7 separate regions of the Mus musculus genome follow, and all the other regions are linked to region 6. A link is a contact called in public ChIA-PET, HiChIP or PLAC-seq and promoter capture Hi-C data. All regions are on one chromosome and are shown on one strand. The core of a region is the stretch at or near the end of the contact, and the rest is flanking DNA. Distances in the headings are between cores, read along the strand shown. Region 1 holds the start of Stat2 (signal transducer and activator of transcription 2). Region 2 holds the start of Marchf9 (membrane associated ring-CH-type finger 9). Region 3 holds the start of Coq10a (coenzyme Q10A). Region 4 has its middle 10 kb from the start of Esyt1. Region 5 holds the start of B4galnt1 (beta-1,4-N-acetyl-galactosaminyl transferase 1). Region 6 holds the start of Zbtb39 (zinc finger and BTB domain containing 39). Region 7 holds the start of Cnpy2 (canopy FGF signaling regulator 2).

What was found. Promoter capture Hi-C pulls out the DNA fragments that hold promoters and counts their contacts. ChIA-PET counts read pairs in DNA pulled down with a chosen protein or histone mark. HiChIP or PLAC-seq counts read pairs in DNA pulled down with a chosen protein or histone mark.
Region 1: a contact with region 6 is called in a promoter capture Hi-C map of pre-B cells, with 2.9 times the contacts expected there. The contact joins the promoter of Stat2 here to the promoter of Zbtb39 in region 6. A contact is called at or near these places in 6 of 39 promoter capture datasets (cranial neural crest, embryonic stem cells, hippocampal neurons and 2 more), 1 of 484 Hi-C or Micro-C datasets (embryonic stem cells) and 1 of 115 datasets of contacts at active chromatin or transcription factors (embryonic limb bud).
Region 2: a contact with region 6 is called in a FOXA1 HiChIP or PLAC-seq map of pancreatic cancer cells. The contact joins the promoter of Marchf9 here to the promoter of Zbtb39 in region 6. A contact is called at or near these places in 1 of 39 promoter capture datasets (embryonic stem cells) and 2 of 115 datasets of contacts at active chromatin or transcription factors (pancreatic cancer cells and regulatory T cells).
Region 3: a contact with region 6 is called in a promoter capture Hi-C map of liver, with 2.8 times the contacts expected there. The contact joins the promoter of Coq10a here to the promoter of Zbtb39 in region 6. A contact is called at or near these places in 10 of 39 promoter capture datasets (cranial neural crest, embryonic stem cells, hippocampal neurons and 4 more).
Region 4: a contact with region 6 is called in a promoter capture Hi-C map of pre-B cells, with 2.6 times the contacts expected there. The contact joins the enhancer-like site here to the promoter of Zbtb39 in region 6. A contact is called at or near these places in 6 of 39 promoter capture datasets (the HPC-7 cell line, cranial neural crest, embryonic stem cells and 3 more).
Region 5: an RNA polymerase II ChIA-PET map of memory CD8 T cells shows a contact between it and region 6, with 12 read pairs. The contact joins the promoter of B4galnt1 here to the promoter of Zbtb39 in region 6. A contact is called at or near these places in 2 of 39 promoter capture datasets (embryonic stem cells and pre-B cells), 2 of 484 Hi-C or Micro-C datasets (both in embryonic stem cells) and 2 of 115 datasets of contacts at active chromatin or transcription factors (memory CD8 T cells and pancreatic cancer cells).
Region 7: a contact with region 6 is called in a FOXA1 HiChIP or PLAC-seq map of pancreatic cancer cells. The contact joins the promoter of Cnpy2 here to the promoter of Zbtb39 in region 6.

The regions. Positions count from the first base shown.
Region 1 is chr10:128,268,413-128,271,754 of GRCm38.p6, forward strand. It overlaps Stat2 (signal transducer and activator of transcription 2), which reads left to right and starts at 2,086. Exons shown (of 24, transcript NM_019963.2): 1 at 2,086-2,305. It overlaps Apof (apolipoprotein F), which reads left to right and starts at 287. Exons shown (of 2, transcript NM_133997.3): 1 at 287-357; 2 at 583-2,838. The coding sequence starts at 600. The coding sequence ends at 1,547.
Region 2 is chr10:127,058,830-127,062,635 of GRCm38.p6, forward strand. It overlaps Marchf9 (membrane associated ring-CH-type finger 9), which reads right to left and starts at 1,355. Exons shown (of 4, transcript NM_001033262.2): 1 at 569-1,355. The coding sequence starts at 925.
Region 3 is chr10:128,367,525-128,370,763 of GRCm38.p6, forward strand. It overlaps Coq10a (coenzyme Q10A), which reads right to left and starts at 1,456. Exons shown (of 5, transcript NM_001374700.1): 1 at 1,174-1,456; 2 at 483-629. The coding sequence starts at 1,313.
Region 4 is chr10:128,533,922-128,537,719 of GRCm38.p6, forward strand. No RefSeq gene overlaps it. Among named protein-coding and RNA genes, the nearest start is that of Esyt1, 10 kb to the left of the region's middle. Within about 2 kb of position 1,555, at least 173 of the 459 cell types and tissues checked have an H3K27ac peak or open chromatin away from gene starts, as enhancers often do. A contact at or near this core is called in the HPC-7 cell line and pre-B cells, where this site is marked.
Region 5 is chr10:127,163,341-127,166,997 of GRCm38.p6, forward strand. It overlaps B4galnt1 (beta-1,4-N-acetyl-galactosaminyl transferase 1), which reads left to right and starts at 1,816. Exons shown (of 11, transcript NM_008080.5): 1 at 1,816-2,179; 2 at 2,664-2,882; 3 at 3,378-3,542. The coding sequence starts at 2,665. Gm51819 (a long non-coding RNA gene) reads left to right here. Exons shown (of 3, transcript XR_003949045.1): 3 at 325-343.
Region 6 is chr10:127,737,621-127,741,248 of GRCm38.p6, forward strand. Zbtb39 (zinc finger and BTB domain containing 39) reads left to right here and starts at 1,910. Exons shown (of 2, transcript NM_198035.2): 1 at 1,910-2,042.
Region 7 is chr10:128,320,984-128,324,722 of GRCm38.p6, forward strand. It overlaps Cnpy2 (canopy FGF signaling regulator 2), which reads left to right and starts at 1,476. Exons shown (of 6, transcript NM_019953.1): 1 at 1,476-1,792; 2 at 2,347-2,459; 3 at 2,601-2,716. The coding sequence starts at 2,372. Pan2 (PAN2 poly(A) specific ribonuclease subunit) reads left to right here. Exons shown (of 26, transcript NM_133992.3): 26 at 1-375.

The sequences.
Region 1 (3,342 bases), core at 836-3,335, 530 kb after region 6:
TGAAGACCGTCTGGTGAGTATCGATACAGCCCAGCCGTCTAAACGTGGCAGTCCTCAGTAGACTCTGTCCTTGTCCCAAATTAAAGCCAGGTGACCTTCATGGAAGATAAGATCAATGTCCTCACTGTTGAACCTTTCTGTCCCTGGCTTATTTGCAAAGGCCCTGGCCAATGTCAACATTGGGAGCCTCATCTGCACCACAGGGGCTGATGGGTTTGCTCTAGCAATTGGCCCAGCCCCTTTCACCTCAGCAGCCCCAAATATCTCTCCTATTCATAGGGCAGAGAAACAGGAGCAGGATTGTGGAACTACCGAAGCTACCCAGGGACTCTTACTTCTCAATGGCCGGACTGTATGGTAATCTGGGTCCCCCATAAGTGGGTGGGCATTAAATGGGGAGGTCACTCTGACCTAGAAATGACAGAAATTGTGCTGCACTTCCCATATCCTTACCCCTTTGCTAAACAGAACATAAGCTTGGAGGTAGGTGGTAGATTGGGGGTTCCCTGAATCTTGGGCTCCCTGCAGACTATAACCTTCAAAGACATGGTCTGCATGTTTTGGGGTTCTCCCTTTTTCCAGGGTGCTCAGCTCCTGACATGCATAGCCTCCGACTCATCCTGATGTCAATCCAGCTGCTTTGCTATCTCCTGCTGTGTCCTGTGGATGCCACTTCACACGGAGAGGCAACCAGTGTCTCTACGGTGCTCCCTCCCTCGAAGTTGGGATACCAGATGCAGACCTCAGACAAGCCCTTGTCCTGCCAGATGCTGCTCCCCAAGTCCCTGCCTGGCTTCACTTACATGCCCCCTGTCTCCAAATTCCTGGTAGGCCTGGCTCTAAGGAATGCTCTGGAGGCAGCTGGCTGCCAGGCTGAGGTCTGGGCTCTTCAGCTTCAGCTTTACCGATTAGGAGGTGTGGAGGCTACACAAGCCCTCATCCACCATCTCCAGGAGCTCCAGAAGAGTGGACACACAGACCGGGAAGTGTCTGTGGATGCCCTGTCCTCTGCTCTGCAGCTCTTAGCCTGGGAGCAGCCAGGTCCAAAGAGGGCCAAACGTTCGATTTCCAACACAGACTGCGACAATGATCAGGAACAGAGTGTCCACAATGTGGTTGACCTACTACCAGCAGTAGGCACCTACTACAACCTAGGCACAGCTTTGTATTACGCCATTAAGAACTGCTCTGACAAGGCCAAGGAACGAGGTCGAGATGGGGCCATAGATCTGGGTTATGATCTCTTGATGGCCATGGTAGGCGCGTCAGGGGGCCCAGCTGGTGCGGTGATCACGGCTGCTCTTAAGCCAGCGATGAAGGCTGGGGTTCAGCGGCTGATCCAGTATTATTATGATGAGAAAGAGGTGACCACCCCTCAGCCAGAGGTGACCACCCATCAGCCAGAGACCGGAAAGGATGCCACCACAGATATCGGTGTTGTGGAAGAAATAGCCATGTCTAATTTTGTGTCAGAAGTTGAAAGTACAACTTCTAACTGGGAGTGGCCTTTATTAAAGAACTATGGTGTCTTGGCGTACAAGAGATAGTAACAAAACAACCAATAAGTGGAAAATTCTGACAAGAGAAGTGTAGATGGATGGATGGGTGGGTGGATGGTTTGGGATACTGTCATCGCTTGCCAGTAATTTCCTTCTTGAAACTTAGATTTTTACACTCTAATGGGGCTGGCTAACTTCCACCTGAACAAGTGATTATAGAAATTAAAAAGCGTTATCATGAACCCACAGTATTTATCATTCATATCCTCAAAAATACCTTATTACCTCAGCTCTTCCCTCCCTATCCTAAGGGACGCAGGTCCCACCCTTTCTATGGAGTCCTAGGTGCCTTCACGCACCCTGGTTTCAGTTTCCTTTCCCTAGAACTCACGGTTCGGTTCGGGTAAATCAGCTGCTAGAATTCCTGGCTAAGACTTTAGTTGGGCTCCGCCCGACTAGGGGGGCGGGAGCGGGCACTAACGAGCTTCTCCCTCTCCGCCAATCACTGAAGTCGGCGGTGTGGTTTCAAGCAGCTTGTCCAGCCCAGCGCTGAACGGGGTTGTGTTTCAGCCAATGAGAGTGACACGCGGGGAGGGCGTGGCTAAGCTTTCGGTCGCCCCACCGATCCCGGAACGCCGAGCGTCCACAGCCGGGTGATCCATTCCGCCAGCCGGGTGACCCATTCCGCTGTTCGCTATCTTGGTCCGCCGGAGTCGGGGGAGGGTGGAAAACGGGTCCTTGAACCGCTTGGAGAATTGGAAGTTGCAGCGAGAGCACTGGAAGGAGCGGCACTGGACCCTCAGAAGGTACAGGCCCCGAAAGGGTGTGCGGAGCGGGGCGGAGGTGCCAGCCGGTTCCCGGGAAGGGCTGCTGCCCCGGGTGATGCCCCTGTAGACAAGGCTTCTGCTCTCTGGCTGAAGTCGAACACCCTGCAGGATGCTGCACCGCTGCACAGTTCTACTTCTCAACCCTGTCGACTTCCTTCCAAAACTCCTCCGCAACCCTTGCAGCTGCTCTATGTACCCATTATGATCCTTGTCATAAGCCAAAGCTTTAACCTCTGCTCTGCGAATCTATTTACTTATTTGTTTGCTTCCTTATTATATTTTTAAAATTTGTATGCATGTTGTGTTTATGTACTAGGTGCGTGCCTGAATTGGCCAGAAGAGGGCCGAATTTACTAGGACTGGAGTTAAGATGGTTGTGAGCAGCCATGTGGGGGCTGGGAACCGAACCCAGGTCCTCTGGAAGAGCAGCCAGTGCTCTTAACCATGGAGCCATCTCTCGAGGCCCTTTACATAATTTTTGATCCTTGCACAAATAAATAAATAAATAAGAAAGACATCCTTGATCATTATGTGTGTGTGTTTGTATAATATATATATATACACATATGTATATATATATATTATATACATATAATACATATAAACTATAGTCCTAGAGGTGAAACTGTTTGCTTAAGGTTACACACAAAGTCTAGTTTATTTCAGAAAACCTTATTCAGTGCAAAACTGATATCGGAGAGTGAAGCCAACTAGAGAAAGTACTTTGTTGCAGCCCCTATAGCCTACGTGCAGTTAGTTCACTTAGGCAGACTTTGGGTGTGAGGGTTGAGACAGGGTTTCTCTGTGTAGCCCTCCTGTCCTGGAAACTCAAAGATCCACCTGCCTCTTCCTCCCAAGAGCTGGGATTAAAGGTGTGCACCAACACCACCCGTCAAGTTTTTGTTTCTTAGAAGCAATACAGGCATATAATTTAAAGAGTCAAGTACCCGTTTGGAGCTGTAGCTCAACCAAAGCTTTCACAGAGAGTAAGGCACGAGGATCAAGGATTGCAAGAA
Region 2 (3,806 bases), core at 105-2,604, 680 kb before region 6:
GCAGGAGTGGAACATGGTCCCCTTTAGTCAGACAGTCATTTCTCGCTGCACAGAGATGCCCGCTGGCACTATCCCGGGACAACTTTACCCATAAAATTAAACAAAGAAGGCTCTTTAGAATGAAGTGGATAAGTTGCAAGACGGGAGCAAAAACTGCCTCATCGGGAGAAATACTGAGAGGAGCAGGGTCCTGCCTGGCCCCTCCCCTCAAGGTGAGAACAAATGTACTCTCCTTTCTGCCCACTTCCAAAAAATAGGTTCCCTCGGCTAATGGCTACCCTAAGGTGAGGGGAGCAGGTGCTAAGAGCTGTCTGATATCGGGTGACAGAGACTCTGAGCCCTCCGAGGAGAATAACCCTACCTCGACTGGGAGCCCCTGACCCCCCACCCACCCGGCCCCAACCTTGACACACTCCAGGAGTCTCCAGCCAGGCCAACCTCACCCCACTTCCACTCGGGTCCTGGGTCCCGCCCAGCTCCCCCTGGCCCCGCCCCCTGCCCCGGTCTCCGCGGACACCCCAGGTACGCGCCCCCACCCTCCCCGCCCAGCCAGGTGCTCGGGCCTGACCTGCTCCGGGCCTTGGAAGCAGATCCTGCACTGGGGGGTTCGGAGCCCACTGTCCAGGCTGCTGCTGAGCGACAGAGCGTCCAGCGCGCCTGGGGGCGGCGGCGGCGGCGCGGGCGGCGGCGGGGGTCCGGCCCGCGGTTCCTTGTCGCCGGCCAGGCCCCGGGCCCGCGGCTCCGACCCGTAGTACTCCTCCTCGTCGCCGTCCCCGTCCCGGGCGGAGCAGCCGGCGAAGGGCGCCCAGCCGCAGCCGCCTCCCCCGCCCCCCCGGGGCTGCGGCTCGGCCCGGGGCCGCCCCCCGCCCGTCAGCACCAGCAGCTTCAGCTCGTTCAGGAACATGCGGAGCCGAGACTTGAGCATCGTCCGGGCGCCGGGGGGCGGGGGGCGGCGAGCGAGGGGGGCTCCCGAGCGGCGGGGGGAGGGGCGAGGAGCAGGCCGGGAAGGGGGCGCGCGCCGGAGCGCAGGACCGGGCCGGGGTCTCCGCGGCCTGCAAGCGCTGTTCACTGCTGCCGCCGCCGGGGCACCAGGGCTCGCGGGGCCGAGAGGGCCGTCAGCCCGCGGACGGCAGGGTGGGCAGGCATGGCCCGAGCAGGAGCAGGGGCAGGGGGCGGGGAGGGGGCTCAGGGTGCCGCGCCCCGCGGGTCGGGGTCCGGAGCCGGCCGGGCACCGGGGCTTATGCGCCCCGGTCCTCCTGCGGCGGGGCCGCCCCCCATCGTCGTCCTCTCGGCCCCAGTCCCGCTCCGACTGCCGGATCCGGCTCGGTTCGGCCCGTGCGTTCGGCGGTAGCAAATGGCGGCTCCTTCCGGCGGCGGCGGCGGCGGAGACCCCCCCGGAGCGGCGGGCGGGCGGGGCGGGAGCCGGGGAGCCGGTGAGGGATGGAGGGAGGGGTGGGGCGGGGAGGGGGAGCGGAGGAGAAGGGGCCGCGGCTGCGCATCCCCGCCCTGCCCAGCACGAGCAGGTGTCCCCAGGGGCGGGGCGAGTGTGCGAGACGCGGGAGGAGGGAGGGAGAGGAGTGGCCAACGAAGGGGAGTGTGTACCGGGGTGGAAGAATAGGTGTGTGCGCGCGGGTGGGGGTGAGGATGGAAGTTGAGTCCTCGAAGGCTGCAGGTGTAACGGGGCACAGAGGTGTATGCATAATGGGCGTGTGCAAAGAAAGCTCTGCAGGGAGTCGGGTGTGAGGAGGGTGAGGATGGACCCTAACAACACACAAAAGATGGTAAAGGGTGCTGGGTGCGGGATTGTGAGATGCTGGCTGGTGTGCAGGAATGGAGTCAGATTGTGTGAGAAGCAAGCGATTGATTCTAGCATGTGAAGGTGGCGAGTGAGCAGAAAGGATGCCCGAGGAATGGGCGTGTCTTTCATGACACCCACCTGCCCTCAGCTCCACTGCTCTGAAGCGAAAGCCACACAAGCACGCTTAAATCTTTGTTTTAAATTGACCCCTAGTGCTACTGCTGGGCCTGTCAGCTTTTTGATCTGCTTTGTATTTACACCCACCCTCTCAGCCCCTTTGTGAAACTGAAGGAAAGAAAGGGATTCCCGGAGAGCCCACTGGGTCAAAGACACTGAGAAAAAAATTAATTAGCAAAAGAGTAATTAACAGAAAAGGGAGGGAATGAGCAAGTTGAAAAGTCGAACCAGGGACAGATTGCCAAATTAAGACTCCTCAATGGAAAGTGGCTGCAAAGACAATTTCGGCACAGCATCTAGTTGCTGTGGATGGACAGATGAATGAAGGGGGTGTGGGGGCGCAAGTCAGTGACTTAAGCAGACAAAGAAGATAGCTTCTGTAAGGACAGGAAGCTGCAGTGGGGTCCTATGGGCGGCAAAATGAAGCAGGGAGTACCTGTGTTGGGAGTTGAATGCGCTCACAGACAGCTAAAAAACCCAAACAGCCCTAGGAACATAGCCAAAGAAACACCCACCTCTCCAGCCCCTTAGCCAATTTAGGCCTGGATTTTTTTTTTTTCTTTCTGCTCTTGTTGGCAAGGCAAGAAGCATCGAGGCAGCAGCAGGAGATGTGTCTGATGCACACCTTCTGTGGTGTGGTGCTTGACTGTGATTTACATGAATCCTCAATTTACATTCACATTCTCATATACATTCCCTCCCCCAACCCCCTCTCAGTCAAGGTTTCAACTTGTAGTCCTGGCTAGCTGGGAATTCACTAAGTAAACTAGGCTGGCATGAACTCACAGAAATCCACCTGCTTCTGCCCCAGTCCTCTGGGATTAAAAGCATGTGCCACCATAACCCATCACTGTTACGTTGTCGACCAGAAAAGTAAGAAGTTAGAATGGAATACACAGCAAAACAGGTAATAAAATAGTTTTAGCCTGGGTGTGGTGGCTCAGGTCTAGAACCCAAGCATGTGGACATTGCAGAGTCTGAGGCCAGCCTGGGCTACCTGGCAAGAAAGATCCAGTCTCAAAGAAAGAAAAGACAGAGAAAGGAAAAGAGAGAAAGAAAAGAAAAAAAAAGTGGTGCATACCTTTAACCTTAGTTCTTGGGAGATGGAGCAGGAGGATCAAGTATTTGAGGCTAGCTACGTGTCCATTTCAAGACCAACCTGGGCTATATGAGACCTTGTTCCATTAAAACAAAACAAATATCCACAATAAAATAAATCAGAGCCAAAATCGTTGCTCATGCCTATAAAAACAGCATTTAGGGGCTTTAGCACAAAAATTGCAATTAATTTGAGACCAGCCTCAACTCTAGTGTCTCAAATATGATTTTAGAATTTAGGGTTCAGGAATATAGCTCAGTGACTGAACCCATGCTTACTGCATATAAAAACACTAACTCCAAGCCGGGTGTGGTGGCACACGCCTTTAATCCCAGCACTCAGGAGGCAGAGGCAGGCAGATTTCCAAGTTCGAGGCCAGCCTAGTCTACAGAGTGAGTTCCAGGACAGCCAGGGCTACACAGAGAAACCCTGTCTCGAAAATCCAAAAAACCAACCAAACAAACAAACAAAAAAACACTAACTCCAATCCCCAGCACCCCCACCCCAAATCAATTTAAAATAGCTCTAGATTTTAGGCAATTTTTCACAAATGGGAACATGGTCCTTCATCCCATATCCCTAAGAGGTGGGAGACAATAAAGGAGTTGGAGCAGACGAAATCGTCACACAGATCTACCTCTGTCTAACTAGATTTCTGTAGGCAGACCATTTAGGAAACGCTGATCAGATCAAGAATATGTTCTAAGCTGGACTGGGGAAAAAATAGGAACA
Region 3 (3,239 bases), core at 206-2,705, 630 kb after region 6:
AACAAAAAGCTGTGACTTAATTAAGTCCTGTAATAAGTGGTTTCTTAGCATGTTCAATCCCCAGCACTGCAGAAAAACAGCAGCATGGTGGCACATGTCTATAATCTCAGCTCTAGGGAGGTAGGTGGAGGCAAGATATAAGTTCAAAGTCTTCTTGACTGTATATCAAGTTCAAGGCCAACCCTAGGCTATGTGAGAGCCTGTCTCAAAATGTGTGTGTGTGAGATACCTATGATGCAGCTCTGGCTATGTAGTCCGTGGAAGCTTCAAGCTTAGATTACAGGCTGTACTACCTAGTCGGTTACCTTTCTATGATGTAACACAATTCTAGACTAATACACGTGCAGAACAACTAAGGTGGGAAATTTAGGTTGAAAGGCTGGCAGCGAAAACGTTGCTGGGGAGACAAGTGGCCCAATATGAATCTTACCCACTACTGGTACATGGTTATTTATTTGAAGGGGAAAAAAAGGAATGCTCACCCCATGATCCTACGCTCCGAGTAAGCCTTTCGCTTGTTGGTAAAGGGGGCAGCAAAGCCCATGAAGGAACGACTATGAGGTAGGCCAGCCTCCGCTGCCAAGGCCTGGGCAGCGCGAGGCAAGAAGAGATTACAGGAAATCAGAAACCTAGCGCCAAAAAGAAAGGAGAGGCAGCGTCACGATTCTTTTTTTGTATTCAACCACTTCAGGTGAAGGGGAAGAGGGATGCATCACAGAGGAAGGTCGTTGGTTCGGGCAAGCTTTTCTGCCCCTAGCACCTGCTGCAGCTAGCTGGGCTGGCTGGCCAGGCAGTCACGAGTGCGAAAGGTCGAGGGCGGCTGAGGACAGGGCCAGGGGTGGGGATGGGAAAAAGAAGGGCACGTCCTAAGTGCCAGCTGCCTTTGAGGCAACACTACTGCTGCAAGCAAACTGAAGCATCTCTGACGCCAGGGTCAGGCCAGGCACATCAAAGCCAGAACGCCGGCGAAGGCCAAGAAGTGGCTGGCACGCACCCGCCCCGAGCATCTAGCTTGTACGCGTATCTCCAGAACTCCATTCGAACTCCCAGGGCACCACCAATGCCAGCCCTTCTCCGGCCTGCCGTCTAAGGGCTGCCACCCTCCACCGCTGAACTTCGGGGTGCCGGGCGACCCCCTCCGGTCCTGCGCGGACGTCTGTGCCTGCCTCTCACCTCATTGGACGCGGCGGCCGCGGAGGGCCCGGGGGCGGGGTCGGGACGGAGCGCGCGCCCCGGCAGAGCGAGAAGCCGCAGCAGCTCCGGGCGGCCGCGCGCGTCGGGGCCGGGAGCCTCCGCGCGCCCGCAGAGGCCATGCGCGCGCCCCTGCCTGGCACTCCCGGCGGCGGCGAGCTGTAGGGGAGGCCGGGCAGGAAGGGCGGCGCGAGCTCCGGCTGCCTTCGCCCTGCTCCGGCCCGCGCGCCGGATAGGCTGTCACTGAAGCGGTGACCGCAGCTCTGGGTCCCCTCACGTCACGCCGTTGCCAGGGATCGGGAGGAGGGAGCGCGAGGAAGGAAGGGACAACGCTGCCTGTCGGGAGATGTAGTTTCTTTGACACCTCTGGCGTGAAAGAAAGGGCGCTGGGTGCGTGTCGGAGGAGCTGCAGAGATGGCTCGGGGGAGCGAGATCGCCTGGCACAAACTACTTGGCGAGTCTGTGGTCACAGGACCTGATACGTAGACGCAGAGGCGACGTCGTGGGCGTGTCAACGGCAGATGGCTGTCGATGTCCAGAGGAACGTTTCTCAGAGCCCTTTAGAAGGAGAGGCTCTTTTCATCCTACTGGCCTTTGCAGTGCCTGCTGCCGGTTTATGTCTTTGGAAAAGGATATTAACTTTGCAAGTTCTGGGCTGACTTGTATAATCTCTCCTAGATCTACACGCCCTTCCCCCTTCCTCCCCTTCTCGTTATTCGAGACAAGACAATTCAGGCCTTGAATTTGCAGTGCTCCTTCATGAACGTCCCTAGGAGCAGAATTTCCTCCCTAATATTTATGGAAAGAAGTCTGAGGCAGAAGCAGGAGGGTTGCCACGAGTTCCAGGCCAGCCTGGGCTACCTACCCAGTTTTAGAGTAGCCAGCTCTAAACAAGAAGCAAGCCCTACTGTCAGACCAAACCAAACATAAGACATGGTTTGTTTGTTCTTTGAGACGCCCTCGCTATATAAGCTTGGTTGCCCTGGAACTCTTGGATATCGTCCTGACTCTTAGCTGCTGAGATTACAGACATGCATGCTCTCCAGGAGGGCTTTGGGGTGTCATGATCTTGCTCTGTAACCTGCACTGACCTTGAACTCATATGCACCTTCTTGCTGCCACTTCCCAGTTGCTGGAATTACAGGTGTGAGCTACTACTAGCCAAAATTTACTTTTAGAAAAAAGCACCATCACTGTCGGGGAAAAATGTGTACTCAATGGAGGACGAGACATCACAGGCAGAAAGCCCAAAGGTGAATACTACGTCCCAGGATTCAAGGAAAAAACAAGCGCTCTTGGGAAAAGTATGACCAAAGGAAAAAGAGAGAAGAGAAATAAACTACAAATTAGAAAGAGATTAGCCTAGACGGGTGCAAGAGCAAGCAAAATTCTCCCGACTGTCACAGAGCAAGCTCTGCTTTCCCTACGCTGGGTTAAAGCTCCCCACATTGATTCGAGCTTTGCCTGACAAAGGAAATGTGCTGGCAGGAAGAAGACAGGCAATCAAAGCTACATTGTGATACAAGTCAAATGCTTTACACAAATAAGGTCATAGACTCAGAGTCAAGACGAGGCTAGCCAGATGGCTCAGTGGGTAGGGGTGCTTGCCACCCAGTTTGCTCTGAATTCAATCCTCAGGACTCCCCCCCCCCCCCCCGCCCCCATGGAGAGAACCAGCTAAACACACATCACACAACACACATGTGCGTCTCCCACACCCACACACACACCATAAACATACATACACATTCTCATGCACACACACACATTCACATTTATACACTCACACACATACACATTCTCACACACACACCATGCACACACACATACTCATTCTCATGCACACACACACACACACACACACACACACACACACACGAGAGCATGAAACCTCCAGATGCAGAATGAGTGCATTTCTAACACTTTTCCTTCCAAGCTCTTCAGAGAGAGCCTGCTGTGTCCTCATTCCCACGTCCCTTCCCTTCCTTCCAGTTCAAAGGTGGTGTTCCTTCTGCGTATGACCTTGAAGGGCAGCCTACTCCTTCCAG
Region 4 (3,798 bases), core at 305-2,804, 800 kb after region 6:
AAGGTACATTCCCTTATTTGGCCACAGACACATTCCTGAGACAAAACACCAAGGTCCAGTTACCAAAGCATTAAGTCCAGTAGTGAGAAACCCCCTTGCTACCCATATCAACACTTCTGATCAAAATTAACCAACTCACCCAACATGAGGTTCTTTCTCCCTTTCCCTTTCTGAACTGCCATTTGCCTACGGGCCATGTCTGTCTCCTCTCCATCCAGAGACAGTCCTTTGTCCTTTGTCCCTCTGGGGCAAATAAATCTCCTTTGTAGATGGTCTAGTCGGCCATCATTGAGAAGAGCGGCCCCTTGGTCTTGCAAACTTTATATGCCCCAGTACAGGGGAATGCCAGGGCCAAGAAGTGGGGGTGGGTAGGTAGGGGAGCAGGGCAGGGTGAGGGTACAGGGAACTTTCAGGATAGCATTTGAAATGTAAGTAAAGAAAATATCTAATAAAAAAAAGATAACATATTTTACAAAATAAAAAATAAATCTCCTTTGTGTTGAGAACTTGGTCTTGGGTGTTTCTGGTTCCTGTCCTTTCACTGACCACATGGCTTCCCTTGAAGACAGTAGGACATTCCCTCTGTGGTGATCCTCCTCTCTGCAGAACATATGCTGGTTGGAGCCCCAACTCTGATGGGTCCATGACTTCTCTGATCAAACTGACAGGGAAGAGTGAGTGGAGTGCTTGCCTGGTGAACTGACTTGTTTTATGTCAAACCTGCCCCAAATTAGAGTCATCAGAGGATGGAGCCTCAATTGAGAAAATGCCACTATAAGACCCAGTTGCAGGACATTTTCTTACTTAGTGATCAGTGGGGGAGGGTCTAGCCCATTGTGAGTAGAGCTATCCTCGGGATTGTGGTCCTGAATTCAATAAGAAAGCAGGCTGAGCAAACCAGTAAGCAGCATCCCTCCATGGCCTCTGCATCAGCTCCAACCTCCAGGTTCCTGCCCTGTTTGAGTTCCTGCCCTGACTTCCTTCAGTGATAGACTACAGTGTAGAAACGTAACCCAAATAAACCCTTTCCCCAACTTGCTTTTGGGTCATGGTACTTTGTCACATTAATAGAAACCCAAACTAAGACCCCTGCGTACCCAAAGCCGTGGGTCCCATCCCCAGCACCACATAAAACCAGGTGCGGTGGTGGCATACACCTGTAATCTCAGTCAGTACTCAAGAGGTAGGGGTGGGAGGATTAGAAACTCAAGGTCAGTTTGGGTTACCTGATGACAAGTGTCTGTGAGCTGCCTGACCTTTCCAGAGTTATCCATCATCTCCTGGTCCTCCAAGACCTAATAGACCCAGGGCCAAAGTCCTGGCTGAGCTGAGGGAGAGAGACGGTGGACTGCAGGGGGTGGGGGTGGGGGTTAAAGCAATTTTGAGGAAACACAGCTCCAAGCCAGATAAAAATCACCAGCTTGTGCTGTTTGAATGAGAATGGCCCTATAAGCTCATGGATTTGAATGCTTAGTCACCAGGGAGTGGCACTGCTTGAAAAGGATTAAGAAGTGTGGCCTTGTTAGAGGAAGTGTGCCACTGAAGATGCACTTGGAAAGTGCTAAAGTCCATGCCAAGCCTACACAGAAGGATGTAGCTCTTAGCTATTTATCCAGCACCAGCCTCAAGGGCTGCCAACCCTCCATGATATGACGGGCTAAACTTTTTTTAAAAAGATTTTATTTATTTATTACATATATGTCTATATGTTAGTACACTGTAGCTGTCTTCAGACACACCAGAAGAGGGCATTAGATCCCATTACAGATGGTTGTGAGCCACCATGTGGTTGCTGGGATTTGAACTCAGGACCTTTGGAAGAGCGGTCAGTGCTCTTAACAGCTGAGCCATCTCTCCAGCCCAGGCTAAACTTTCTAAAACTGTAAGCAAGCTTCCCGTTAAATGCTTTCTTTTATAGGAACTACCTTGGTCATTATGTCTCTTCACAGCAATAGGACAGTAACTAAGACGCACAGCTACAAACCTAATCTCTCTCTTCTAACCAACCCTACTTCCCCTGCTAAGCAGAAAAACACAAGACTCAAAATCTATTCTGCATCAAAGAGTAATATTAAGTTTTACTTCCCTTTCTCTGCTGCCCCAGGCCTGGCAGGATCTAGACTTCCTGAGCACAATTCTCTCTTTTACCCAGGCTCTCCACATTCACACATGTGAGCAAGTAGAAACAGAAGAGGATGGGTGATCTGCTTGCTGGGACTACCATCACTGCAATGTGAGGAACTTCCTTAGTTGAAGGACTCCCCACACACCAAAACTTGTACCACACCTCAGTAAAAGAAAAGGCTCTTGTTGAATAGACCAGCTGAGCTCCGGAGGTACATGCATTTCTAACTTTTTCTTCCTCGACCCACCACATCATGAGACCTTCACATAGACATTATTATATGGTGCACAGAACATTTTTCAGGCCGGTTTTGTCACAGATCGGATTCAGGAGCCACGGGGTGCTGTGCCTTAACCGCACAAACAGGGTGGGGCCCCATCTGTTGTCAATTTTGTGCCTTAAGCGCCACCTGGTGGTGATAAACTGTAATAGGCCGCGTCTCATGACCAAGGCTTGAACTGAGTACCTACACTTCCTGGTTGTGTGTATAAACTTCGGCGGGAAGCACGGGGTTGGAGGTGGTATTTGATCTCAGCACACTCTGGAAGACGGAAGAGGAAACAGGATTTGATGAACCTTTCTTCTGTACTCCTTTTCAAAGGTTTGATGAAGCGTTCTTCTGTGCTCATTTTTAAAAGCTACTGTCAGTCGGATAGTGCTGCTGCCCTGGATGACTCTATATAGGTTTATTACAGTCAAGAATCAAGTCTGCCATGGCCTGGAGAGATGGTTCAGCGGTTAAGCGCACTGACTGCTCTTCCAGAGATGCTGAGTTCAATTCCCAGCAACTGCGTGGTGGCTCACAACCATCTGCAATGGGGTCTGATACCCTCTGTCTGTTGTGTCTGAAGAGAGCAATGTGGGGCTGGAGAGATGGCTCAGCAGTTAAGCGCACTGACTGCTCTTCCAGAGGTCCTGAGTTCAACTCCCAGCAACCACATGGTGGCTCACAACCACCTGTAATGGGATCTGGTGTCCTCTTCTGGTGTGTCTGAAGACAGAGACAGTATCTTCATTCACTCACATACATAAAATAAATAAAGTTTTTAAAAAGAGAGAGAGAGCAATGGTGTACTTATATACATAAAATAAATAAATAATTAAAAAAAGAAGAATCAGCCTGCCTAATTGAATGTTGGCCCCATTGCTTATTAATTGCAGAAACCTAGCAGAATGTACTTGTATGTATATGTATATATATATATATATATATATATATATATATATATATATATATATATGCCTGGTACCTGAGGAGGCTGGGAGAAGGTATCATTCCCCTGGAACTGGAGTTAAAGTTGTGAGCATCTGTTCCAGATTCAGTCTTTATGTGATCTAGACTTTCTTGTACCCCAAGGCGCCTTGGAACCTGCTATGTAACTGAGGCTGTTTTGAATTCCTGATCCTCTGGCTTCAGCCTTTCAAGTGCAGGAATTACAGGTGTGAACCACCACACTCAACCATGGTTTTAAAAGTAAGTGTGCATGCGGTGTGTGCTTGTCCACGAGTGTGCATGTGCATAGCTAGAATAACAGGTGATTGTGAGCTGCTGACTTGGGTGTGCAGAGAACCAAACTCAGGTCCTTTGAGTGGACAGTTGTGGGAAGCCACATGTGCCGTTGCAGAGTGGCACTGACTACTGCTGGCCACCATGCATAAGTTTGGACAAACAA
Region 5 (3,657 bases), core at 566-3,065, 570 kb before region 6:
AGATATTTCCATGCGTAGGGAAACAATATATGAAAAATCTCAAAATACCATTCTCTCAATGAGGTTAATCTTCAACACTTGTGCGTGTGTCTGCATGTGTGTGCTGTGTGTGTGAGAGAGAGAGAGAGAGAAGAGAGAGAGAGGGGGAGAGAGAGAGAGAGAGAGAGCCTGAGGAGACCAGAAGAGGGCACAAAGTCTCCTAGTGCGCAGTTATGAGCCACTCAACATGGGTGCTTCGAATCAAACTTGGGTCCTCTAGAAGAGGGAGAAAAGCTCTTAACCACTAAGCCATATCCCCCAACCCAACTGTTGGCTTTCTGACAGGGTCTCACTTACTTAGACCAGACCAAACCTGCTAACTCCTCAGCTCCTGACTCCACGGTGTTAAGAAAGGCATGCGCCACGTCGGTTTTGATTCTACCAGTCAAGAATAAGATGACTGCCACAATTTTTGAACAAAATTTGAAGCAAGCTTTAATACTAGCCAGGATGATGGACTCTGGCCAGTCCACTCCAGGGTTCCTAGAAAATGGCCACCAGCTACAATGGCCAGGTGATTATAAAGGGCTAACTCACAGGCTATGCCTTGGTCAGATGGAAGCAAGCATACATCCTGACATACTTCCTCCTACCTACCTCTCAACTCCCTGTGATCCCCTAGAAAAGTGAACGCATGTGGCTTGCTATCTGATACGGGTAACAGCTTCCAGAGAATCGTGGCGTATCTGTCCTCGGGCAGGGAGTTGACCGGTTACAAAGATCATTTTGATTCACGGAGTTCTTGGGCACAGTAATAAAAACCTAACTTTGCATTCTACACCCGATGTCTATCAAGTGTTTTGTAAATAAATTTATTCCTATTTACAATAATATTCTATCTACATGTGGGTCTGTGAAGGGGTATCCAGACGCCCGGGAACTGGAATTATTGTTGTAAGCTGCCATGTGGGTGCTGGGAATTGAACCCAGGTCCTTTGGAAGACCAGCCAGTGCTCTTAACTGCTGAGCCATCTCTCCAGTAAGTGTTTTATATAGACAGGTTTACTAATATTTCCCTTCGCCTCTTGCTTAGGGGATCTCTTCCGACTGTAAAGGAAAAAAAGCCCTTGATTTATTTTAAAGGTTTTGTAATTCTACTTTTAGCATTTGATCTGAAACTTCTGGTTTAAGGGTGGGTTTTCCCTCTTCTCCCCAACACACACACACAGTTCATTCAATATTGCTTATCTACAGCCCCAACCCCCAGACACATTTTTCATTATGTTTTACCTATTTTTCTATTCAATTTTGATCCTTCTGAGAACCACAGGACTTTGTTTCTGGTCAGTGTCGGGAATCAAGCCACCTATGGCCTACTTCACTGTCCATCTGGCCACTTTCTGCGGTTCCTCTTCAAGTCTGTACCAAGAAGCAGTTAGGGGAAGTAGGCCGGCCATTGAGTAACGGCTTGCCTCGGTTGATGGCTGGAATTCGGAGCCAAGAGGTCAGAGAGAGGCCGCTGTCTTTGTTGCTCGTGAGGCAGTGTTCACCTCCAGGGCTGGCTGGTTTTATTTATTTCATCTTCCCCATCCAAGTGTTCCTTGAAATGAGGTTAGACCGCATACTGAACCCAATCGCCCTTCCTGGGGCTACACTGTGAACGAGTGGGGAAATGGCGGGGACCGGGAACTGGCATCTTAGACACCGCGGTTTGGGGACGAAGGGATGTGAAAAGGGGGGACCTTCCCGGGAGGGCTCATCGCCTAAGCAATCTTCTCCGCGTCCGCCAGACGGCGCCGCGGAGCTCGCCATCCCCGCTCAGAGCCCGAGCCTGTGCCGCAGCCAGCCCGGGAGCGGCGCTGCGCTGCGGTGTGAGAGCCGGGCGGAGGCCTGAGCCCTCGGCTGCCTGGGAGCGCGACGCGGTGCCAGGGCTTCCCCGCTTTGTCGCTGGGGCTGGGGCGCGGCGGATTTACGATCCAGTTCACCCCGGCAGGAAACGTTCAGAACCACCCCCGCGCTGCGGTCTACAAAGCCCCGGAGTCCGCAGGCGGGAGGAGTCGGATCCCCGACACTGTCGGGCTCCCTCCCGCCCAGCTCCCGCATCAGGCCGTCGCCGGCCTCATGAGGACCCCCCGGCCGGGGCGGAGAACCGGGCACTGCCCGGACCGCGATCCTGCCGCGGCCTTAGAACGTTAGACAGGTCAGTGCGCTGGCACGCCCGGCGGCCGAGGTGTGGGCAGGAGCGGCGTCCTCCTGGCCTCGCGCATCGTGCCCGTGGCTCAACGAGGCCACCCGAGGGTCACCGAGGCCGGGCACCCGCGAGCGCGGGCGCGACACCGTGCCTTCCCTGACCCGCCAGGTGCAGTACAGCCGCCCCTCCGCAGCACCCTGGCCCGGCTGCTGCCCGTGGGGTGGGGGTGGGGTCCCCGAGGGCTGCGCACCCAAGATACTGCATGTCACCACGGCAAGCCTTGGGTGTATGCGGAAGCCCAGAGGCGAGAGAGAGGCGGAAGAAAGGAGGCCGGGAGACCTTTGGCGTGAGCATGAGGGAAGGGGTGCGCGCCGTGCGGAGCGGAGATGGCTGGCCTTGGGTACCTGCGCGAGCCTCGGAGGCGGCGGGGTCCAGAGTCCCGGCCCTCACGTTCTCTGAGAGCCTGGTCACCTCTCACCCTCCCCCATATCAGGATGCGGCTAGACCGCCGGGCCCTCTATGCGCTAGTCTTGCTGCTCGCCTGCGCCTCGCTGGGTCTCCTGTACTCCAGCACCCGAAACGCGCCAAGTCTCCCGAACCCTCTGGCATTGTGGTCGCCCCCACAAGGTCCCCCGAGACTCGATCTGCTAGACCTTGCCCCTGAGCCTCGCTACGCACACATCCCGGTCAGGATCAAGGAGCAAGTGGTGGGGTGAGTGCGGACCGCGGCGTGGCGGCGGCGACAGCGCAGAACATGCTGGAGGGGGTGGCCGGGGAGCTTTTGTTTCCTCCAGTGCTAGACTCGGACGCTGCTTACTGCTGACTGGTTGGGTGCAGTTATCAGGGAGGTGGAGAGGGCTACCGAAGCTTGAACTGGGGGGGAGACAGGGGCGCGGCAAATCTATCCTCCTCAACCTTGTCGCCGCCACTGGAGTGTGGGAGGATGTACAGGCAAAAGAGCACCCGGAGACTGCCTGCTGTCTTGATTTAGACTTGAGATTCCAGAAGGGTTCCTGGATGGCGGCTACGTAGACATCCTAGTAATTGGCCCTAGTTCGCACCTCTGTAACGCACAGATTTAAGGGATAAGCTGTCTCTCACCTGTGGGCAGAGTTGAGGGATCAAAGTGTGCAGCGCTGTGCGTTTTGTGAGATAAATGGAGCTTAGGTACCTACCTGGACTCTGAAGCCGCTTCTCCTCCCTTTAGGCTGCTGGCTCAGAACAACTGCAGTTGTGAATCCAAGGGAGGAAGCCTTCCCTTGCCCTTTCTGAGACAGGTTCGGGCGGTTGACCTCACTAAAGCCTTTGACGCTGAGGAGCTGAGGGCTGTTTCTGTCGCCAGGGAGCAGGAATACCAGGCCTTCCTTGCAAGGTACCAGTGAGAGAGGAGGATCCAGCTCTTCCCAGGGAGGCCAGTGGTGTCGTAGTGACCCCGTTGGAAGAAAGAGCTCCTCTCCTACTGACTCCTTTATCACCTCTACACTACA
Region 6 (3,628 bases), core at 660-3,159:
GAACCCAGCATGCAGGAATAGGTGGCACACACCCCTGGCACATCCCACCAGGCAGTATGTGCTAAGCTTGATCCTATCAGCAGCTGTGGCTGCATCAGAGAGACAGTTCATGCCTCTGTAAAGTCAAAACTAGAGACTGAACTCATCCAGTCCAGACAGGAAAATTCCCAACACAAGCACTTCAAAGACAGAATATTCTCTGATTTTCATAGCTTCATGTGCTGGGCCCTATCTGAATGCTATGCCACAGAGTGTGCCTTCCTCTAAATTAAAGGTCGGACCTGAGAGGCATCTCCTGTCACTCATCACCCTCGTTTCACTGTCCAATTCCTTTCACGTTTTAGGAACCCAGGAGTGGGTAATAACACAGAAAAAAAACTTTTGAGACAGGCTTTTATGTAGCCTAGGCTACCTTCAAACTTGCTATGTAGCTGAGGGTGACCTTGACCTTCTGATACTTTCGTGTGGATGGACAACATAGTCATTCCCTGGTATGGCTAAAAGGGAGGATTTTGTTTGTTTTAAAAGATTTACTTATTAATACATTTATTATGTATACAGCATTGTGCCTGCACTTATGCTTGCAGGCCAGAAGAGGGCACCAGATCTCATTAGCGATGGTTGTGAGCCACTATGTGGTTGCTGAAAATTGAACTTCGGACCCCTGGAAGAGCAGCCAGTGTTCTTAACCTCTGAACCAGCTCCCCAGCCCACAAAGGGAATGCTTTTATGGCAGATATGAAAGAGAGAGGACAGATAGGCTGGAATTGGCCATGAGACACAGGCCTGGGCTGGAGTTGTGCCTGGCTGGCAGGCGAGGCAGGATGGGAAGGAGCCAGCCTGGGCTGTCTAGGCTGTGTAAGGACGTAGGCAGGGGAGCTTTGGTTTTATGGCTAGTCTTGAGCAGGATCATTTGATGAGCAGATTCAGGAGAAGGGAGGAGGCCAGTGATGGAATTCTAGACAGGGGACGGACCCGTTTAGGAAGACACCTGGGTTGCCACGGTCCAGGTAACAGAGTGACTCCATCTGGCCATCTACCAGGAAGGAGGGTCCGTTTTGGGCTATCAGAAGAGCTTCCTGGGGATCTAACCTGAAATACTCCATTCGTTAATCATCTACCCCTGGTGAGAGTGTCTGGTGCTGCTTCCAGGAATTTGGCATTGTCACTGGGCTCGGACAAGGAAGTAGGCTCAGATAAGAACGTGAGAAACGGTGACTGTGGGGCTTTGTTTGCTACTATGCTTAATCATTACCGTGTGTGATCTCTTTGTTTACTACTTCTCTTGATTACTTTGTCTTTGGTCTAAGAACCATGTTTTTTGTTTTTTTTGGATGTACCTAGAATGATATAAAAGCTAAAAAAATAAAGTTGCTTCAGCCTCAGCCTCAGCACTGGCTGGAGTCATGTTATAGTTTTGTCAATTTTTTTTTCTTCTTTGCAATCCTCACTCCCTCCCTTGAGACCCGGTTGACTGACTGAGCTGGCTTGGTCAGACCCCGCCCCCCTCACCCCCATCCGCACAGTCACATACCTGCACCCGCACACAGGTTTTTAGAAGGCGCCTATATGTGTGCAAGGCAAGGTGACAAGCAGAACTCAAAAGTGGAGCTCTGGCAAAACCACAGATCCCTGCCCTCAGAAAGCTCGCGGGAGTCATAAATTAACTGAACAAGCACACAGATTTTTGCGAGGCTGTTGGGGGACAGGGTTGGTTGGACCTGCTTTTCACTCCCCAGGCGCCACAGCGAGCGGGCTGGTGTGGGCTCGTGGCTCCGCCCGGCCGTCGGGGGGCGCTGCCTCCTCCCGGACGGCGGGGGGCGCTGCGGGCCGGGCGGCGGGGGGCGCTGCCTCCTCCGGGACGGCGGGGGGCGCTGCGGGCCGGGCGGCGGGGGCGGCCCGGGCCGGCGCGGCGAGCGGCTCGGCGGATGGAGAGTCTGGCCGCGGCCGGCGGCGCCGCCTCCTCGTCGGGCCGGGCACGGCGGGCCGGGGCCTTTGTGTGAGGCGGTGGCGGCGATGGTGCTCGGACCCCGCGGAGCCGGGTAAGCGCGATCGGGTCCAGCCGGACTCCCGCTCGGCCTTTCTGTCGCCCTGGCTGGGCGCGCCCCGCCGGTGTCCCCGGCCGGCCCTGTCCTCCCTCCCGGCGACCGGGCCGCGGCTCCCGGGCCTCCGCTCGGCCGGCTCCCGCGGCGCCGGGCCTGGGTCGCACGGGGGCAGCCCGCGCTGTCTGTGGCGACCGAGGTGCGCCTTCCCGGCGGTGCTGCGCCCCAGCCCGGTGCTGTCCCTGCCCTGGCGGATCGCGGGGAGACCGCGGCACGGGCAGACCTTTGGTTGGGGCGTACTCCTTGCAAGTTGTATATCCATGGGGTGCCCGGAGCCTCCCACCGTGGATGAGTGACCGCCAGGGCCCGGGAGACGCGTGGTTGGTACCCAACAATACTCAGACGAGTGCTGGGCCCCCGGGAAAAGTTGGGAATTGTTGGTAGAACCTGGTGCGATGGAGAAAAGGGTTGTGCTGCTCAGGGCGAGTTGTGCGAAGCACACGCATGTGACTAGTTGTTTCTCCGAGGTGTGCAAGACCTGAGATGGGGGAAAAGTGATGTTAAAAACGCTTGCAGGAATCTTTCCCTTGCTTAAGGCATCCAGTTGTTACTGTATAGTTGGTAAAGACAGATACAACGTACCTAAGTAATGTTACATACCACAGTTGTGTTTGCTTTGGCTATGAGTTTAGCTTCATCCACAGAATACAGTAACGTTTGAGAAATTAGCATCCAGAAGGGGTCTGGGAAGGACCAGAGAATAGGCAAGTATCCCATGAAGGGCGAGGTGGGGATTCAAGAGTTTGAGATTTTGAGGTGGGGCTGGTGGTGGCTCTTATCTGTAATCTAGCATTTGGGAGATGGAGGTAGGAGTATCATAATGCCATCAAGATCATCCTTAGTAACAGAGCAATTTCAAAGTCAGCCTGGGCTACATAAGATCTCAAAAAGAAAAGAAAAAAAGAGCTGAGAGGTTTGTTTGTAGACTGGAAAGGACAGCTATGGCAGACAAGTAAAGGTGCAACCGTTACCTCTTCCTTAGCTGCTAATGGAGCATTGATAATAGTTCAAGTATATTCCTGGCATTTGGCATTGTGAGGAAAGAGAATAGACTTAATGATAGAAAGAAAAACTTGATTTAGGAAGAAGTTAGTAAAGAAACCCGAGCCTGTTGTTTGGATTGTACTGAGGGCTGAACATCCATTCAGTTGGAAGGCTCCTAGCTAGACACATATAGCTCACTCCCCTCTTTTAAAAACACACAGTCTGGCTTTCTACCCCAGGCTATCCTAGGACTCCTGTTATTCCCGTCCCAGACTTCCAAGTGCTACAATTATAGGTATCTACTATTGTACCTGGCCTCTTTTTGTTTTATTTTGTTTTTAAGGATTTATTTGGTTTTTGTTTTGTGTGGATGAGTATTTGCTTCTGTGAATGTAAGTGTACTCTGTGTGTGTGTGTGTGTGTTGCCTGAAGAAATCTGAAGAAGGTATGGGATCTCCTGGAACTAGAGATAAAGTCATGTGGGTGCTGGGGACGGAACCTGGGTCCTCTGCATGAACAGCAGATGATCTCAGCTGCTGAGC
Region 7 (3,739 bases), core at 226-2,725, 580 kb after region 6:
GTGGAGTGATTGGTGTTCGTAATAAATATCCTGGGCAACTGATATCTGTACAAAAGAGCTCTAGAACCAGAACTCTCAGTTCCCAGTCTGCTAGAGAACTGAAGTCCTGGACAGTCACAGGGTACAGAGACCCAGGCAGCTCCAGCATCTAGCTGCTTGAGAGACGGTGGCTGGGTGGACCAGCTTGTAGAGTCTCAATGGGCCAATCAAACCGGTGTGCAGGAAGCTGAGCTACTGGCTTCATTCCTGACCACAGCTGAGAAGTATCTGTCTTCCATACATTCTATCTCGAGTTTTGTTTTATTTTTTAAAAATTTTGCTTAAAACAGCATGTTTTATAAAATAAAAGTATTTTTATCTCATTAGAAAACCGCTAGTGTGGGATTCTTTGGCTTCTTTCTTTCTTTGATTTGACTTCACCAAACAATGAGAAAATGAAAACTGTGTTTTCAGATCCACACCTAGAAATGAAGATTCTGAGTCCCAGAATGAATGGATCCAGGAGGAACATAGTTTTTTTGTTTTTTTGTTTGTTTGGTTGGTTTTTGGTTTGTTTTTTGAGACAGGGTTTCTCTGTAGCCCTGGCTGTCCTGGAACTCACTTTGTAGACTAGGCTGGCCTCGAGAACTCAGAAATCCGCCTGCCTCTGCCTCTCAAGTGCTGGGATTAAAGGCATGCGCCACCATGCCGGGCACCAGGAGGAACATAATTGTTCTTCCCCTGGACGGTGTTCGGTCTTTGCTGTAGTTGCCTAGCACCCTAAATACATAAAGCGATCACAAATCCCAGTTTATCTCAAGACCTTAAGGCGTGGTGTCAACCTGTTATCCTAACAGCGGAGCAGTTGAGAACCACAGTCCCCAACCAGCCTGCGATGGGGAGTTGAGTTCAAGGCATCCTGGGCTACATAGCAAGACACTGCTTCACTCATGACAGTACCTGCGGTGTGCCGAAAATTCAGAGAGGAATTGCTCTATTCACAGCGTGAGAGCTAAGAAGAATATTGACCGTAATATAACCCACACCCCCATCCTCAGAGGATAAATTAAGAGAAATCTCCAAGAACCTGCCTGAAAAGGCAGATAATACCAAAAATGATATTACCCAATACATACCTAATGACGATCATTTATTAATTTGGTACAAGAAGGAAGTTGTTTTAAAAACTAGTTTTTTTGTTTGTTTGTTTGTTTTTTTTTTAAGAAAGAAAAAGACCTGTAGCTACTGGCAGAGTGGTACTGCAGTGCTTCCTGGGAAATGTAGTTTGCTGTATCATGAAATCTTTGTGCATTGAAACCTAGGCTTCTCTCCCACTACTAATTGCATCTGTTTGCAAGTCCTAGCCCACCTGGACTGATGCAATTTCCCCAGGCACCCCATGCGCTCGGTCCTCACTGTAAGCTAGGCTACCTTTGTTCTTTGGTTGGTCACGTGAACCAATTCGCCACGCAAGTCTGGGTCCTCAAGTCTTCCAAGGGGTCCTCGCTGCCTCGGAGGCGCTCCTAAAGCTGCCTGCTCGCGCGAGAGTTTGGAGGGGCGGGCTTAGGGTCAGTTTCGGTGGGGGGCTCGCACGGGACCCTCAGATCTCCGCTTAGGTGCCTAGTTAAGTGCGGGAAGCTGGGCCAGGCGGTCACTGGCCACCCTGAACCTGGCGGGAGCCGGAGCGCTCTGGAGAAGCCGGGACAGCCCCGTTTTTCCCAGCCAGCTGCTAGGGTTGGGACCCACAGAAAACAAAGTGAGAGTCCGGCTGCTTTCCAGAGCCTGGGCCACGGCGGCGGCCGTGGGAGCAGAGGTGGGACAGATGCGAGCGTCAGAGGCTGTGGGCGCACTGAGGTTGGGAATGGACCCGAGCAAAGCGATGGCGGAGTCCTTACAAAAGGGGCTGGTCTGTCTGCACGGGAGCTACTTACATTCTAGAGATGGGGATTCCGGAACCCTTGGTGCTAGGTCCACATAGGCCCTGGTTATGGAGTGTGCTCGCTGGCTTCATGGCCTGACTGGTTCCTTGCTGGCAGCTCCTTTCTGCCCGTCATTCTCACGTAATCGATAACCTCCATCTCAAAGCTACTGCATAGCTCTGTGAGTCCTCAGTGTCCTCAAAGTATCAAAACCCAGGCCCTCACCTGTGGAGGACATAGTTTCTGGATCTGAGTCCCAGTCCCGAGCTCTCACTCCCTATTCCCCCATCCCGAACTCCGGTCCCTCGGGTGTTTGTAACGAGGTTTTTTCCTGGAAAACAATCCGAATCACACCAAGGCCTCTGAAGGCCTTGGAATGAGGGGTGACGGTCATGGGGGAAATGGATCGCTCTCCTCACACCTGTGTTTCATTTTCATACAAATCCAGGTGGAGCGACCCTGTTACACTAAAGATGAAAGGCTGGGGTTGGCTAGCCCTACTTTTGGGGGTCCTGCTGGGAACTGCCTGGGCTCGAAGGAGCCAAGATCTACACTGTGGAGGTAAAAGCACGAAGACCAGTGGAGAAGTGGGAGGAAGATGACCCGTGGGAGTCATGAGATCCAAAGCTTGGAACAAGGATGGATAGAAAAACCCTCATTCCCCTCACCATCCCCACTCCCTGTTCTCTTCCCTGACACCAGCTTGCAGGGCTCTGGTGGATGAATTAGAGTGGGAAATTGCCCGCGTGGACCCCAAGAAGACCATTCAGATGGGATCCTTCCGAATCAATCCAGATGGCAGCCAGTCAGTTGTGGAGGTAATTTACTATCCCTCAAATAAAGTAGCTCACTCGGGCTTAGAGTATGAACTTGTTCGAAGAGAAGAAAGCAGGAAGTCATTCGACCTGTAATGATAATGATCTCAACCCTCAGAGGCGGGACCAGAAGGATCTTTCTGAGTTCTAGTTCTGGTCTACCCCATAGAATTAGGTACTGTCTTCGAAAAGAAAAGAAACAGCCTGGTGTGATGGTACATATCATTAATCCCAGCAGAGGCAGGCTGATCTTGAATTTGAGGCCAGCCTGGTCTACAAAGAGAGTTCCAGGACAGCCAAGGCTGTTATAGAGAGAAACCCTATCTCAAAAAACCAACCAAACAAACAAACAACCAAGGAGCCAGAACATTGATTGTGTATCAGAAGGACTGGGCTCTAAGCCACTTATGGTATTTGCATGCCTGTAATCCTAGTACACAAACAGCAGAGCAGTTGGGTTCTGCCTATCTGGAAGAGCCTGGAAAGTTATAACCACGTATTTCTTTGCCCCAAACCTCAATTAATTGTTTCTGCTGTAGAAGTTAGGTCTTGATTAGTCTGTTTCTCCTCATCCCCAGTCCGCATGTCTCTTGTTTCACTATAGCAGTATTGTATATATACATTTATTTAAAAAAAGAATAAGAGGTCTTGTCCAGCTGGGAATGTAGCTCAGTTGATAGAGTGCTAGCCTCGCATGCACAGAACCCTGTGTTTGGCCCTTAACATCCCATAAACCCAGCATACTGGTACACTCCTGTGATGCCTGCCCTCAAAGTCTTCCCTGGAGCTAGAGAGATGGTTCCGTGGTTAGGAGAACATGCTGCTGTTGCAGAGGACTTGGCTCAGATTCTAGCACCCATGTAGTGGCTCATAACTCATTCTGGGGAATCAAACATTTCCTTCCGGTGTCTGTGATCACCAGGCATGTATACATGCAAGCAAACACTCGTGCATAAAATAAAAATAAATCATTTTTTTAAAAAAAGTCTTTGTATTCAAGAAATTTATATTAGCTAGAAGCATAAG